Linked DNA regions of Zea mays: regions 1 and 2 are each linked to region 3. The links are chromatin contacts, called in public Hi-C maps. All regions are on one chromosome and are shown on one strand. Each heading gives the region's core, a stretch centred on a gene start, on an enhancer-like site or on the middle of the called end of the contact. The rest is flanking DNA. Distances are from core to core; before and after follow the strand shown. Region 1 holds the start of LOC100285906 (beta-1,3-galactosyltransferase 6). Region 2 holds the start of LOC103638029 (carotenoid 9,10(9',10')-cleavage dioxygenase 1). Region 3 holds the start of LOC100274005.

The links. A called contact is a pair of places that touch in the nucleus more often than the background predicts.
Region 1: a Hi-C map of tassel shows a contact between it and region 3, with 3 times the contacts expected there. The contact joins the promoter of LOC100285906 here to the promoter of LOC100274005 in region 3. A contact is called at or near these places in 3 of 25 Hi-C or Micro-C datasets (ear, root tip and tassel).
Region 2: a Hi-C map of tassel shows a contact between it and region 3, with 2.0 times the contacts expected there. The contact joins the promoter of LOC103638029 here to the promoter of LOC100274005 in region 3. A contact is called at or near these places in 2 of 25 Hi-C or Micro-C datasets (leaf and tassel).

What each region holds. Positions count from the first base shown.
Region 1 is chr9:20,070,271-20,072,970 of Zm-B73-REFERENCE-NAM-5.0, forward strand. LOC100285906 (beta-1,3-galactosyltransferase 6) reads left to right here and starts at 1,424. Exons shown (of 7, transcript NM_001158795.2): 1 at 1,424-2,037. The coding sequence starts at 1,637.
Region 2 is chr9:18,648,059-18,650,843 of Zm-B73-REFERENCE-NAM-5.0, forward strand. LOC103638029 (carotenoid 9,10(9',10')-cleavage dioxygenase 1) reads left to right here and starts at 1,351. Exons shown (of 13, transcript XM_008661038.2): 1 at 1,351-2,320; 2 at 2,585-2,725. The coding sequence starts at 2,156. The region is part of intron 4 of LOC100284095; the gene reads right to left.
Region 3 is chr9:19,418,144-19,420,843 of Zm-B73-REFERENCE-NAM-5.0, forward strand. LOC100274005 reads left to right here and starts at 1,367. Exons shown (of 13, transcript NM_001148390.1): 1 at 1,367-1,554; 2 at 1,903-1,973; 3 at 2,149-2,700. The coding sequence starts at 2,160.

The sequences.
Region 1 (2,700 bases), core at 174-2,673, 650 kb after region 3:
ACGAAACCTGGTCTCGTATCCTCTGGATTGGATCTTGGCAGCGACACAGTGAGACGCGCAAAGCTAGCGGTGGACAAGGCGAATAGGCGGCGGCGCAAAGTGGCAATGCAGCCCGAACGGCGACCCTCTACACCACTCCCCACGCGTTCCTCGTTCTCGTCGGTCAAGGCAGTCGGGCAGGTTAGCCAGTGGTGGCCGCCGCCATTTATTTGACCAAGCTTTCCGGACGCAGGTGAGAGTCACGCGCGTCGTACATGATCCCGACAAATCTCCGTCCGGCCATCCCAAATCCTGTGCTGGCGAGCTGTGGTCCATGGCCGTGGGGCACGCCACTCTTGGCAGGCACAGGCACAGCCATCGCCATGCCTCCGAGCTGGGCGGCTGGCTACCTCAGTTTTCTACTGCCACTGAAGCAGCAGTTGTGCAGGGTGCATGCATATGTATGTGGGTGGCGTTACCTCTCCTAGTGCTCAACTCCCCTAGGCATACCCCTTCTTCAGAGTGCTTCTAATTATTAGAAACAGTACTCCTCGCTGTAGTAGACTAGTAGCACAATCAGTTGTGTGGTTAAGTCAAAGATGACCGAGGTCTGTGCTATGTTGTTCACTGGTGCATCAGCCTAATCTCATTTTGTGCAGCTCAAGTATGGTATGGTGGTTTTTGCTCTTGATTCTGGATTTTGCTTTTGGGTGAGAGGATAGATATTATTCAGAAACTCATCCAATGAAACTGAACTACATTTGCAAATCATTCCAGCTGGTTTTGTTCCTAGGCTGGAATGAATGGACCATTGTTTCCTAGTCTGGAACCGTTTCCGGCCTGGAATACATCCCAGGCAGCCGAACAGGGCCTAAGCTAGTTTAGAAACTCTATTTTTAAAGAAATTTCTATTTTTTTCAAGATAAATAAACTAACATTTCTTGGTAAAATGTGAATCCCTTAAATAATATGATTTCTAAACTAACCCTTAGAGTATGGGTTTGAGACAATTTTCTATCCATGGGTTGGGTTCAGATGGAACCCAATGGAGACGTGTGTATAAGTTTGTTCTTTCAATATCCATACCCGCAAATCCATGTGTTTTTAAAACACGCTTTAAAATCAATGTCTTATAAATATGTCTTATAATATTATTAACTGAATATGTTATACTTGGAAATAAACTCTATGTAACAATGTTTAAGCTAAAATTAGTAATATCTGTTTCTTTTATTCCGTGTTATTAATATATTGACTGTCATTTATTTGATAAATTATTTTTATGTTGATGTTAGTGGCTATGAAAAACTTGTTGGATATCTAAAACCGGCATATACATGAGTTTGACAAAATTTTATATTTATTATAGGTATGAATTTTTTAGCTGACATATTTTTTCTAGATATGAATTTGACAAGTGATATGCAGCTGGTTTTACTTATTCTTTGTCATACCCACGAGGCTCCAAGAACCAAGAGAAATTCTGCACCAATCGGCGGGCCCCCACCTCTGGCTCGGCTTCCAAATCCAAACGGCCGTGGGCTCGCCTCAGGCCACTTCGGTCCCTCCTCGAGCTCCATCCGATCCTCCCTCCCCGTCGTGCCGGCATCGCGCGCAGGGAGGACCGGCCGGACGGCCGGCCCGCCCGCCCGCCGCCATGCCGGGATCGCCCAAGGTCTTCTTCGCCTCCTCCGCCTCGCGCCGCTCCGGGTCGCTGCGCCGGCTGCTCTCGACGCCGGTCTTCTCCGCGGCCTGCCTCCTCTTCGGCCTCGCCGGCTTCGTCGCCGCCGCGCTCGCCCTCTCGCGCTCCCCGTCCGTCACTCACAGCCGCTGCCCCGATTCCTCGCGCCCGCTCTCCGTCTCAGTCGCGTGGGACCGCAGCCCAGGGGATGGCTCCGCAGGGGGCTCCGCGGAGCTCCCGGCCTCGCTCGCCACTGGATCGCGCGGCCGCCACAAGGTCATGGCCTTCGTCGGGATCTTCACCGGGTTCGGCTCCATCGGCCGCCGCCGCGCGCTGCGCCGGACATGGCTACCCGCGGATCGCCAGGGTCTACTTCGGTCAGTCGCTGGTATCACGGCTTGTTAGTTCGTTTTCGCTTCTGCCGGTCGAGATCTAGCTGGACTTTTAGAGTTCGGACTGTCGATGTATTTCGTTGCTTCTAGCCTGCTGCTCTCATAGCAGTAGTATAATATATGGTGAGACTGGTTGCAAACTTAATATGGGAGTTGGTTTGATATTTCTTATATCTAGATGTAACTGTGATTCACTCAATGTTCTGCCAACTTGTTTTCAGAGATCGCATCTCCAAAATAACAAATACCGATGATCTACCTCTAAATGAATTACTGTATTGGTCAATGTGGATAAAACATTTTTCAAATTAGACATCACTATATTGTAGCAGACTTCTATCTGGTTTTCTCTATAACTGCGTTTCTGAAGGCAACGACTGCTATGAAAGCAGTGCTTCTGTGCAAGCGTGCAAGCAAACCATCTAATCCATTAGATTACGATCCAACCACAGATACAACCATGGTTTGTTATGGGGTTTTTTATAAAGATTATTGAGCTAGTAGTGGAAGGGTTTAAGTGTTAAATGTGAGTTACGGTTGGATCACGATCTAATGGATCAGATGGTTTGCTTTCACGCTTGCACAGAATGACTGCTTGCATAGCAGTCGTTGCCGTTTCTGAAATGCCTTTTTAATGGTGTTTTGTGT
Region 2 (2,785 bases), core at 101-2,600, 770 kb before region 3:
TGATTCGCGGCTAATTATGCCACACTTTACTTAAAATTAGTCGTCTAAATTGAAGAACCAAATTTAGACAGAAAAGTTAAACAAAGTATGACAACTTAGTCATCAAACCAAACATACCTTAAACTTTCACTGTCGCCACACCAATTTTAAACGAACTATTCCCTTGTCTAGTGAACTAAAGATGGCATGCTCAGCCAGCAGATCTTTCATTTAAGGGAAAGTAATTGAACCCCACATATATCAACTGTATATGCAAGAAAGATCTTTCATTCAAGGGAAAATAATTCGACCCCACATATATCAACTGTATATGCAAGAAACCTATGATCATCTGGACTGGAGAGATTCGACCACTCCCAGTGTGGACAGAACTTCTATGAAGAACCGAATAAACTTCAAATCAGAACCTTGCGAGGTTTTGGAGCAACCTGCACGCTTTCAGTACGTGTTCTTCACTAAAGGCGGCGAGTTCCTCACGCCTAGCGGCGTCGGCGCCCCGGCCCAGCACCGATGTATCGGTGGCGGCTGCGTGGCCAAGCGGGCCGCGCGAAGGAGGCGGCCTGGGACATCCCTGCAGCGCCGGCGGCTTGTAGAGGACCCGGTGCCGCCAATTTGCTACCGGGGAGAGGAAAGAAAGCAGGTAGGGATCACTTCACGACGAAGTATAAAAATAGTGTTTTTGAAGCACCATTTTGTATCTGGTTTGGAAAATTTCGTGAAACTAGCCTTCAGTTTCAACTTTTTTTAAAAAAAAAAACTAGAGCTCCTGAAGATTGACTTGACTTGTTTGGATACAAGAAGCTACAATAAACATGAAATTCTTGGAATGAAGCTCCAGAGTCCAGACCCTAAAGCCCCCGTGGCTGCAAAGCCAAAAGGGCATCCAGACCAACACTAGAAGAGCAGGATGAGTATATTCCGTCATCGACTTGTCACTGGTGTACCGGCCTATATCGCTCGTCACAGTACATAAAGAACATGAGAACACATAACATAAGGGCTGATTTAGTGGATATAGATCAATCAGGAGATCAATCAGGAGATCAATGGGGAAAAATTCTCTTACTATTCAAAATTAAATAGCAAAAAGATTTCTCACCATGGATCCTCTCATGATCTATGTCCACCAAATCAGCCCTAAACGGGGACGAATGTGCCATTGGCCACGCGCCTCGCAATCCACGTGGTTAAAACCAAACCCTAGTTGCATGCTTATTGCTAAGCTCGTCATCGCTTAATTGAGTGCCTTGTGCAGTGACAGAACAAAACCGTAGGAAGAAATGACGCGAACGGCACAGCCACTATATTACCCACCCCCCCCCCCCCCCCCCCCCCCGGGTTTCATTGCACTTTCACCGGCCGATCGGTCGGTTGTCCAGCATGCACCGGCGGCAGCTAGCTTCCACAGCGGCGGGCCGGCCCCATCGCTGCCAACAAACGCATGCATGCAATGGAACCCATGCCAACCGCAGCGCGCATTCCAGTTCCAGTCCTGCCGACGACTCGATGCCAAACTAGCTCTAATCACTAGCAGAGCAGGAGGATATATATATTCCGTCCTCGCTTTCTCTCACTGGTGTGCCTATCATGCCAAAGACGACGACGATCCATTGGAAGGGCTGTATGCGTTCCATTGGCCATGTCCTCGCCATCCATGTGGTTAAACCAAACTCTAGTTGCATGGTGTGTTGAGTTGGAGCTAATATGACAATGAGCTCTAAATTTTACTTTAAAAATGTAAGGATTAGATTAAATTAGGATCAGACACTCTATATATCTATTTATTTTTAAACTAAACATAATTTAGGACCTTAATAAATTGTAAAAAACATTTGGATCACGATCCGTTACCGGTCCTAGTTGAAGCACAAGCACCTATATATATATATATATATATATATATATATATATATATATATATGTGTGTGTGTGTGTGTGTGTCTTATTTCCATGTGCGTCGGCGACGCCCACTATGGTCCTCCCCAGGCCGACCGGCCAATGAGGTCGCGTTATTCCCCTCCGCGGCCGGGCCGCGAGAAGGCATAAGCCATGTTTGTCTTGTCACGGCACGGCTGGCGCCTTTTATTACAGCAGAAGCAGCAGCAGCAGCAGATGGCCTGAAACCGACCAGAAGCACCACCACCACCAGAGTGACATGCCATTGTTATCCCTCCCTGCGTGCTGCGGCTACGACGCCATGTTCAGAGCTGGCCTGAAACCGACCACCAGCAGCAGCAGATGCAGGAGCAGCAGGCTCATCCGCAGCCACGGCGGGGCTCCAGACCATGCACCGCCCTTCACCCAGCCAAACTCCGTCAAGGTATCGTTTTACAGTTTAGCAATGTGATACCTTCAAGCTAGGTTTGAGCAACTCGTAGCTTGGATTGGATCTTTGCGTGTTGCAAGGTGTGGTACGGTGTTGTATTAATTTAGATTAACAAAAGCATAATAAGTTACTACCTCGGTTCTCGTCGTCCGCTAGCTCATTTTTAAACTAAACCACGACAAATAAAAAAAAGAAGGGAAGGAGTACTTGTTAAGAAAGGCACACCAATGATTAAGCAGTGTCGTCGTCTCTGTTTAGGTGCCACCGTCTCCTGGACTGAAGAAGCAGGCCCTCAGCGTACAGGACATGTCTCGAGCTCTCAAGTCGCTCTCTTCAGATCTCCTCCAACGGTTCGTCGACAGAGCCTACAGCTTCTCCGAGGAGCCTTCTCTGAACGAGGTAAAAGAAAAAAAAAACTGAATGCACGCAAAGACGCATGATCGATCGGTGCCAAAGCTG
Region 3 (2,700 bases), core at 117-2,616:
GCAAGCATTTCTTTGACGATTGGTTAGAGGTACAACGTGGACAAGTTCGACAGCGACGCCGGCCCCTCCCCCCCTGGGGCTGGAACGGCCGAACAGCGGGACCAGGGACGCACCAGCTCCTGTCCTGCTGCTTCAGAGAATCAGAGAGTAGGGCCTATCTAAATGCAAGAGAAATTCGTTAATTTTCATTAGTAAAATAGAAATTCCTCGTAAAATTTAAGTTTGTAAAATAACCCTTATATAAATATAGTTGTGAATGCAGTTACATGCGGGTCTCTCTCGTTACGGCTGAACGAATTACATTTTATATGGATGGTGGGGTATACGAGGAGTATCGTTACGGCTGGACGAATTATAGAGGATGAATTCTTGTTGACATGGATGCACGTGCCATATAGAGGGAGAAACTTAGTTAATATATATATATATATATATATATATATATTTTGTAATGCGTTAATTTGAAGCTTTAAGTATAAATAAATATTATATATATTGGATAGAAGGACATTTGCGAGTGGTTCATTTCATGGCACCTACAGGCTACAGGACAGATGGTGCTCCAAAAACTGACGGCCGCTCCGGCGGTACTCTGTGTCGGTTGCAGCGGCGGCGCACGCGTTGCAGTTGCAGCAGCCAGCTAACCCCATGCGCCCATGGTCGGTCGACCTGCGTACTGTAGGGCTTTGACCGTCCGGTTAGCCCGCCCCGCCCCCGCGGCGAGCACGTGACGACGACGGTGCGTTCGTGGGCGCCGATCGCCGAGGGGAGGCGCTAATCTGCCGTCGTTCGTTCATCATCGGGCTATATATATAGATATCGGAGGACGGAGGCCTCTCAATTAAGCATTCTCCGCGCGCGCGCGCGCCCAGCAGCAGCCCGCGCTTGGCCTTCCTTCTCCTCCCGACCCGACGTCGTCGGTCGCGCCGCTGCCTGCCCCGTCCCGTTTCGGTGTCGTCTCTCGCCGGCCACGCCACCGCCCGCCAAGCCAATCGTACACCCCATCAACAAACTCTCTCTCTCTCTCTCTCTCTCTCTCTCTCGCTCGCTCTCCCTCTGTTTTTTTTACACGTGGGACGGTTGTGCACAAGTCTAGATGCAGGCGTGAGAGAACGAGACTTCTGATGAATCCATCCGATCCGAATCCATACTATTTATTAAACACTGGTAAATTAGGGTTGTTGCATCTACTGCTGCTGTGGAGTATCTTTTATCTAAAGGTCCAAAAAGATTGGCTTGTGCATTATTCGCACCTAAGCTAGCATGCAGTCGTTCTCTAGCTATACGGTACAAAAAGATTCGGGTGTAGTTTTTGTACCATTTAGATATAGATGCGTCCCCTCCCTAGCTAGCGTAGCGCGCGCGGCGACGTGAGCAATGACGGATGCGGCGTCCGCATCCGCACGCGCCTTTAGCTACTAGCTCTAGCTCTAGCTCTCCGGAGAGGCGTCTGCAGACCAACCGCAGCCAGCCAGCAGACTGTTAGACGACGGCCACGCGGAGCCGAGCGTTGCCGCGCTTTGCTTGATGGGATAAACGCCGCGCGCTGGGAAGGTTCAGTGACCACTCCCTGCCGCCGCCGCCGCCGCCGCCGCGCTGGTTTTTATTCGCTTCTTTCTGCCTTCTTCCTCCTCGCGGCCGGGGCGGGGGCGTGCTGCTCTCTCCTCTCCAGGGAGTTTTCTGCGGGGGTTTTGGTTGGGTTTTCTTCAGCGCCAGCCGTGGATGTGTTTAACGCAACAGTATTAGTTTCTTCATGATCAGCTGTGTGTCCTCAAATTGAGTTTCGTGCCGTGTACCAGTCGCGCATGTTCCCCAGATCGATTAAAGTTTCTTCGCGCGTATGTATGAGCTCTATTCGAATGTTCTTTGCTCTGAAAAGATTCCCCCTGTTCATGGTTACAGAAGGGCCTGGAGTTGAAGCACGAATCATCGAAGCGCAGCAAAACTGAGACACACGTCTTACTTCTTCACAAGTACTGTCCTCTCTATTCATCATTTAGATGTATCATCAAATTGACATAGTAACCTATGATTCGTGCAGTGAAACTTTGTATCGAGAGTGCATGTCTTGATCTTTATTTTATCTCACTCTTAATGACGTGGTAGCATTGAAAACGACGCGATAAAACTAACTCTTATGTTGGCCAGGTTCTTGGACGATGGACATCTTCGGGAGCCCATTCTGCTCCAAGCAAGCCGTCGCCTCATGCGGCGGATGGACGGACATACTCGACTCCTCCAGCTGCACGAACCATATCCTGGAAACCGGCACCGCCGCTCTGATCACCGTCGCTCTCGCGCTGCACCTCCTCGTCGTCAGGATTACTACGAAGACCAGAGCGTCCGCACGCCGCCCCCCTGTCGCGCCCGGCCTGCCGCTGCAGCTGGCCGGCGCGGCGTTCACCGCCTGCTTGGGCCTCGTCTACCTCGGCCTCGCGTCGTGGATGCTGGGGAGCAACTTCACTCAGCACGCTTCCGCTTACCTCCCACACTGGTGGGTGACGGCACTGTCCCAGGGACTCTGCTTGGTCCTCGCCGGCTTCGCTCTCAGCGGCGTCGGAGGAGCACGTCTCCTCGGGCCAATGTCTGCGCGCGCGTGGTCGGCTCTGCTGGCCGCGTACGCCGCGTTCGTCGCTTGTTCCTCGGTCGTTCACATGGTTGCGGATAGGGCACTGACCATGAAGGGTTTTCTGGACGCTC